2 separate regions of the Mus musculus genome follow, and region 2 is linked to region 1. The links are chromatin contacts, called in public HiChIP or PLAC-seq maps. All regions are on one chromosome and are shown on one strand. Each heading gives the region's core, a stretch centred on a gene start, on an enhancer-like site or on the middle of the called end of the contact. The rest is flanking DNA. Distances are from core to core; before and after follow the strand shown.

Region 1 (4,015 bases), core at 787-3,286:
TTTACAGCAATAGAACACAGTGACTAAGACAGTCTCTAGGAGGAGAAGGGAAAGTGACTACAGAGCCTGTTCCTAGCTCCACTTGGGTACTTGTAGGTGCTCTGAACTGCAGGCAGCTTCCACTGTTCTCTCTCTCTCTCTCTCTCTCTCTCTCTCTCTCTCTCTCTCTCTCTCTCTGTGTGTGTGTGTGTGTGTCTGTCTCTCTTCCTCTCTCTGTCTTTGTATCTCTGTCTCTCTGTCTCTGTCTCTGTCTCTCTCTCTCTCTGTGTGTGTGTGTGTGTGTGTGTGTGTGTGTATAGGAATCTTGCTGTGGGGCTGATGTAAACTGTGCCCTGTTTCCATAGTCCCCACTAAGGTAGCAACAAAAAGCATTGCCACAGGGTTTGGGTGAAGGCTGGCCAGACACAGCTTAGCTTCTTTTGATATGAAATAGTTTAGTGGGGGAGAGGCTAAGTCTGTCCTGGAGTTTTAGGAAAATCAAAGAACAGTATTCATTTCCTTAAGAAATAAAGAAAAAAAATGATTGAAGTTTTGGTGGATCCCAGCCAGTGCCGAGGGCAGAACAAGACTCAGAAATGAAAGGAAAAGGATGAGCTTGCCAGATAAAGCCTCCTTCATGTCCTTCTGAACTTTCTGATGAAGCCATGCTCAGAGACCAGGGAATGCTCCCTCAGAAGGCTCAGCCCAAAGAAACAGGCCTTCATGCCTGACTCTTGATGTTGGAGAAATAGGCTATTTGTGAATCAGCAAACATCTTCTCTTAGGTCCTTGCTTAGGCACTTTTTATTCAAACTTCCTATCAGGACTTGGGAGCTAGGGACAGGAGGATTATACTTTCTGTGGCTACCCTGGGTAGCATATTGAGTTCCCTCTCTTGGAACGAAAACAAAACAAAACAAATTTGTATTTGAAAATAGTTTCAAACTTAGAACAGGACTGAAATAAATAAGTATAAGTAAGGCAATGTTTTCCTAGTCCCAGGTTAGACTGTTTTTCTTTAAATAGTTTGTTCCCCTCACATCATTTGCTTCCTTCTCTGCTGTGGATGTGTGTATTTGTATATGTTTAAGCAGACCATGCAAAGGCACCCATGCGATGATTTGTGTATATGCATATGCCTTTGACATTCAATATTTCAATACATATTTCCTACAAGTAGTAACGCCCTCTTAGCATAGCAACAGTCAAGTTGGTAGTGCAAGTCTTGCAGGTCTTCAGCCCACACTGTATTGTTCTCAGCTGCTCTAACACTGCTCTTCATAGTATTTCTCCCTTTTTAGCAGAAGACCCAGTCTTGCAATCTCTCTCTCTCTCTCTCTCTCTCTCTCTCTCTCTCTCTCTCTCTCTCTCTCTCTCTCTCCCTATCTAAAATATTTTTAGAAGATTTTTTTTGTCTTTTAGATAGTGACACTTTTGAAAAATATAACCCTCCTCTATTCTGATTTGAATAAGTAATGTCTTCTGCAGACTCCTGTATCCAAGCTTAGGTGTCTAGCTAGTAGTGCTATCATGGGATGTTCTAAAACTCTAGGAACTGAGGACTGGCTGGAGGAGGTGGGTGCTTGGGAATTCCTAGTATTAGGCTTGGTCCACACTGTTAATCTTTCTGTCTGCCGTGAAATGAAAAGTCACTGCCAAATTTTACCCATTTGCCATGATGTTTTGCCTCCTGTGTCATGGGCTCACTGTAGCCAAGAGTGATGGATGCAGACCTGTGAACCTGTGAGCTAAATAAACCCTCACTCTCTTTGTCTATTTCAGTCGGACATTGGGCCATCTCAAAGACAAAACCAAAGCACCTTTTCCCTCTTACCTGGTTGTTTCTCATGTCTTAATGGGGTGTTACTTTGTGGCTGGAGTTAGTGTTTTCCTTCTCTGTCCTAAGACTGCATGGGAGATGTGTGCCTCCTAGACAGACAGGTGGGGGGGGGGCACAGTATTTCTGTGTCCTTTGGTGGAGACATACCATGGTCAGGTAGGTGTTTGATGTCTCTACTGCTTCTTTTTCTTCTGCTGCCCATAATGAGCATCTACAGGAAGACAGAAACCATACAAATATCCTGTTCTTCACTCAGACTTCCTCCTTGGTTTAGCATTTTTGAATGATTCTAGAGTGCTTCAGTTATTGTGATGACTACAAAATGATAACCTTCCAATTCTAGGACACCCCTCACACTTCCCAGGCTACTTTCAGTAGTCTACTGTGATCTCACTTGCTTACCTGCCATATATGTCTGTGCCTGTTTTTGGCAATAATTTGTGTGGCAGGTCTGAAAGGAACTGGATCCTTCTTAAGGAACTAAGTACCATCAATTGTCACTGGTTTTCAGAACTCAGAGACTTCAAACTCTAAGCCTGTTGTTACTTTGGTCCATGAGCCCTTGTTACTCAGTGGCCTGAGTGACTCCCAAACCTGAGGAAGCTGCCCTTCAGCCATACACAATTTCCAATGAAATAGTGCAACATGCCCCAATCAGCTGACTGGCAAGAGATTTATGAATCCTTGTTTTTACCCAATGGTTTTGAAACCATTATTATGCTTAATTATACTGGCATTCAAATTATCATAGGGCTGTCTTGTGGATTCCCTTCAGGCTGCTTCCTTCATTGTTTTGAAATACTTTTGGACTATGTTATTGTCTGATATCATTCCAAATGGACATTCTAGACCTATTTATGCCTAGTTATTTTTGACTAGGTATTTCTATGAGAAATTCTATGACATATTCTTTTCAGTATAAAATTATGTTAGAGGTTGCTGATGTAGCTCAGCAGAAAAACATGCTTGTCACCAGACCTTCTGACCTATTTGATCTCTGGGACTGACGTGAAATAGGAGAGGACAGGATCGCATGAGTTAGTCTCTCTTCATATACACAGCTACACCCATGCACACACACACACACACACACACACACACACACACACACGAGATTTGGCTAAGATGTACAACAGCAGCATAAGATACAGATGAACCTCAAGATGGGCCTCAAGGTATGTTATTTGAGAAGAGCAACTATGAATCTTCAACTATGCATGTACTCATACACATAACCATGCACACACACATACACACACATATTACTAAGGAAGTAGTAAGTTCTTACTGGGTCTAGGTTGAGCCCATTCCTATATCTATACAGGCTTTTTTTGTTGTTGTTCCTTTTCATATTTCACGATTATCAGTACCTTCTCCCAGAGTCAGAACGGGAACTCTCAACAGCAATATATTTATATATTCACTCAGTTCTATTATATATACAAAGTAGTTTAAAATTTTGCTTTGCTGGTATAACCACAGCCAAACAAAAATAAACCTTATTACAAAGGATTCTAGATTTGTTTCCAGTTTTCCCGTTTCTCTCTCACCTCTACCCAACATCAAAATGAGAATGAGTGATAAGTATTGACTGCCTAAATGCTTGGATTAGTTCTTCCTTCTTTCCTTTCATTGTGATTGTGGTATTTATCTGAAATGCAAGTGGATTAGTCTGTTTCCATTTTCATTCGATGCTCTTGCTTACATTCCTTGTTCTGTTTTTAATTTTATTATTTGAGTGGGTCAGATATTAACATATTTCTATCCAATAAAAGTATGCTGAGAAGTGTAGACATCCCCTTCCCATTTCAACCCAGTCTTTCCTTTATCTTTACAGAGAAGCAACCCCATGATTTTCTTGGTTTATTTTTCCTTCATTTCCTTCTGCTAACATATGACTACATAAGCAGCTTATCTCTTAATAAACCTATGATCAGTTGGAATAACACAATTTCAAAGTACACTCAACACAGCTAATGCATTGAACAGAGTGACTTGGTACCATAGAACAGTATAGGGTCTTCACTGCTACCTGGGTGGAGAATACAGGTAACTGGTCATTGCACCTCACTGGAGTTGACCAGTATCACCAGAAAACAGCACATTGAGTATTTCTCTTCCAGGAAGAGCTCAAAATTTGAAATAAGATTCCAACTGAACATATATTGCTCCCACATCATCATAAAACTGAAAAAT
Region 2 (4,015 bases), core at 851-3,350, 93 kb after region 1:
TTAAGATAAGTAGAAGAAATTGTTGACACATGCCTATTTCTGTTTGTTGGTCTGTCCAAAAAGTAACTGAGGGTCACTGATGGTGAATAAAATTAAGTATCTTTGAAGACTGATATTTTATTATGTTTTTACCTATATGTACGAGTATCTGTCTGTTTGTGAATATGAATGCAAATGCCCACAGATCCATCATGAACTGGAATTACAGCTGGATATGAATTGCCAGATGTGGGCACTGGAACCAATCTCTACAAGTGCAGCAAGTGCTCTTAATTGCTGAATTCCCTCTTCAGCCTCATAACTTAAGTCTGTTTAAAGACAGAAGTGCCCCAGCAAACTTAGCATGAAGTCGTTAATACACATGCTTACTGTTGACCTTTCTGCATCTACATATATAATAACTAGTCTAAGTATAATAGTTTTCTTTTCAAACTTTATTTGCAAGTCTGTTATAATAAAGTGGGCTTTTATTTTAAAATATTATGTGTTTATAAGAGGCTTTTATACGTGCTATCTTTTAAATCTTCATGCTTCATAAGATAATATTATTAGGCTCCCTTATCAAAAAGGAAAGAAAAGCAGTGAGAAATGAAGTAGAGCATTCAGAGATGGACTCCCTTAAGAGAAGATGAATTCTCTTCACAATCAGTCACATCTGTAGTTTTCCTTTAGCATTAACTTCGCAACTCCAAACTGCTTCCTACATTCAGTCTGGCTGAGTAGAATAAGAAACTTGACATTCTCTCTGAGGATGAAGGGACCTTCATCTCCATGTAGTTACATCTCCCAAGGAGAAAGGAGCAGGTGCCTCAGGTAAATGTTCCCTAGGGTATCATCTCTAACCAGCTCATGAAACGCTAGATATGAAAGGTTCTTTCTCCCATCGGCAACCTGACTGCATGGTACAGACCACTCAAAATTTGTTCAGCACTGGGCCTTTGATATGTCTTCAGAAATGCTTCAGATGCCCTTTTCAAATTTACCATCACAGAAGTAATACATTACTGGGACAAGTCCCCCAGAGCTCACAAGGGAATAGATAAAAAGACAGCAAGCTGCTAAGAAGAAACAAAGACACTTGATGGATAGGAATTATTATACGTTTGTGGATGCACAGAGTTTGTGTAGACAGAGGTTATACATCTGAATGTAACTCCCCAGGAGTGACCCTTCAATAACATGCATCCGAGCCTATCTGGATCACCAGTTCCAACGTGTCTTTGATTCAGAAACTCTAGCGATCTTCATTGCCATGCATAGCTCGGGTTTTCAGCACGAATCTTGTATTGCGGGGTTCAGAACTAAGCTTTCCTCCTTCCATTTTGAAATGGACCTTTTAGGTTTCATTTCCCATGGTCATAAAGGGCTCCCCTTGGCTTTGCAAGGTACTCCTTGTATGTAACTGAGTTAGGCTTAACATAAATCCAACCACTAATGACATTAGTATTAGGGAGGAGAGACACTTGTTTGTTAATTTGAAAAGAAATGCCTGAGAGAGGATTAAAAGCTGAGCAAGGCTTTCTGACCACGGACATGATTATAGGGTGTCTTAGTTTTCTGCCGTTGTCTTTATAATGATCCAGGAACATTTCCTCTCCAAGACACACAATTTTCCCATAATTCAAGACTCTTTGAAGAGGAGAAATGGTAAAGAGAGACAAGAGCAATGGCGCTGTTTGTTTCCTCCTTAGGTTTTGTGCTCATTAGGAATCCTGTATCGACTCTAGCATCTTTCCCGTAGCTGCCACTTAAGCAGCTAACTGACAACCTTAGCAACAGCTTGTCCTTCAGTGATCGACTCCTGCAGCAGTCTTGAAGCATTTCAAAGGAGCAAAGGGTCCCTAAGCAGCCATCTGAAAAGACCAGCGTGAGCGGAAGTCTTACCCCTGAAAAACTGTATCTGGATGATGGTGTAAACAACACAATATGTCCATTTTCTCCCCATTGTCTCCCGAAGAGCTCACGCCAGCATTTCTGTAATGATCACAGGAGGCGATTGCTGTTTCTAGCTAAGCAAACGCTAGCCACCCTATTCGTGCTCAAAAACCTCAACTCTACCACAGGGTTGGGGCTGTTGATCGCTTGGCAAGTCCCCAGGAAATGAAATGCAGACAGGAAAGTAGTGTGGTTCAGGGCTAAGTATAACCTTCACAAGAACAATGTGGAAACTGTTCTCTGAAACCTTGCGCCTGTCTCACCTTTAAAAGACGCTTCCATATCCCAAGATTCTCTCCTTCAGTTTCTTTGTCAGTCAAGCTGCTTCTAAAATCGAAACAAAGGAAACTGTGCAGAGAAGTCCCCTTGTGCTTTTTATACATTTCCTTTCAAGAGCACAAAGTCCTTTAGCAAACACGAGCTTGCTGCCTCTTGTAATAGCTTTTCAGTCCAATCATAAGATATATTTTCTTTCCTGAATAGCCCCAGGGTGAAAGAACAATGGTTAACATATTTGATTTTAATAAACCCTGAAGAATAACTGGGAGTAATGTCAGCTATCCAACTGAATTTATTGTCTAGTTCCTTGTAGGTAAATCCACATTTCTGTGGAGGGGAGAAGTTAGGGGGTCTTTCCTACCCTTTGTCCTTACCAGTTTGGAGACCAAATGGGGAAATTGCTCACTGTCACAGCTAGGAGGCGTTTTAAATGAAGGTCTAAGAGCTTTATCTGGCTAATCCAAAAACCATAAAGAACTAAACTACACAGAGTGTCGGTGGGTATGTTAAGTCAGGTGGTCCTGATGACTTTTCCAGGGAGGGTTAGCAATTCAGATCCTTGAAGGGAGGACAGGAAGTGATGTAACTGCTCAGGGCATCTTTCTTCATCGCAGCTGGGAATTCTGTTAAGTCAGTGATGGGACTTAATAAAGCCTTCCAGGAGATGTGTTAGAAAGACTCTGATCTGTGACTTGGTGTCCCTATTAGACGAAGACAGATTATATACTTGGAGAGGAACTTTGTCACCTCTTACTACACCTGTTGTAAAACTGCAATAAAAACCCCAATTTACTGAATTCTTACTTGGAGTACTTAGACTCTTACTGCATTAAAATGAGGAAACTTTTAAAAAGAGAGCAGGAGAATGCCTCATTAAGACGAGAGAGTGTGATTTTTCAGAACTAGAGGTTCACTGTTCACAGAATCCCTGCCTTTTGCTAAGGTGGTTTATTAGAGGCACTTGGGTGTCGGTTGGTCCAATCTGTCTTAGCTATTTATTTGATTCATGGTTCATGATTCTAATACCTAGGAATTTCTGTGGCCTGAACCCATCAGATTTTTACTAATTTTCCCTTGGGATCCATCTAGACTCTTAGAGAAGACACTTCTCAGATGGCTGTGCCACACACGTTGAATGCATCTGTTATTCTGAAGTGGCAAGACCCAAGTGACAGCCCCTCCATGGCTGCCTGCTTGCAGCAGGTGGCAGCAACAGCCTGCAGACCAGAATGGCTATCCCAGGTGGTGGGAATGGCCCCCACAGCTTTTCTGTCTTGGTAATATTTTCTAAAGGCCCTTTCAGCAGGGGGATAGGCATTCTCTGTACTTAAAAATAACTCTTCTATGAAGCCATATCAATCTTTCCTGTTATCCTCTCTGCTCACCAAATCCCAAACCGCACAGCCTTTCTTCTGCCTGATATTCCAGCCTGCTGCATATGAAACAGAAGCTGTCAGTTTCACAATGTGAAGAGCAACCTTGAACTTCTTGAACTTCTGAGACAAATGCGATTATTTACAAAGGGGAGCTAGAACACACACACATTCATTTCTGCTAGAGAAGCAAGCCAGGACTGTGTTTGGACAACGTTTTTAAACAGTCTATGCAAATTACTCAATTCGAAGAAGATGCTTTGAGAAGTGGAAAGGTGAGCAGGAGGTAAACCCCCCCCCCCTTTTTTTGTGGTTCTACAGTGATCAATTCAAATATAACTAGATTTTTTTTTTTTTTTACCTACTCACATAAATTACTTGAAGTGTTAGGCTTTGTGAGCAGTTCCCAGTGTGCTTGAAAACACAGC

Evidence for each region. HiChIP or PLAC-seq counts read pairs in DNA pulled down with a chosen protein or histone mark.
Region 2: a CTCF HiChIP or PLAC-seq map of CD8 T cells shows a contact between it and region 1, with 9 read pairs. The contact joins the promoter of Cd96 here to the enhancer-like site in region 1. A contact is called at or near these places in 1 of 15 datasets of contacts at CTCF or cohesin (CD8 T cells), 5 of 484 Hi-C or Micro-C datasets (CD4 T cells, the MNK3 cell line, Th17 cells and 2 more) and 5 of 115 datasets of contacts at active chromatin or transcription factors (CD8 T cells, the SCID.adh cell line, effector CD8 T cells and 1 more).

The regions. Positions count from the first base shown.
Region 1 is chr16:46,025,320-46,029,334 of GRCm38.p6, forward strand. No RefSeq gene overlaps it. Among named protein-coding and RNA genes, the nearest start is that of Gm31198, 5.1 kb to the left of the region's middle. Within about 2 kb of position 2,037, at least 6 of the 459 cell types and tissues checked have an H3K27ac peak or open chromatin away from gene starts, as enhancers often do. A contact at or near this core is called in CD8 T cells and memory CD8 T cells, where this site is marked.
Region 2 is chr16:46,118,148-46,122,162 of GRCm38.p6, forward strand. Cd96 (CD96 antigen) reads right to left here and starts at 2,101. Exons shown (of 15, transcript NM_032465.2): 1 at 1,885-2,101. The coding sequence starts at 1,945.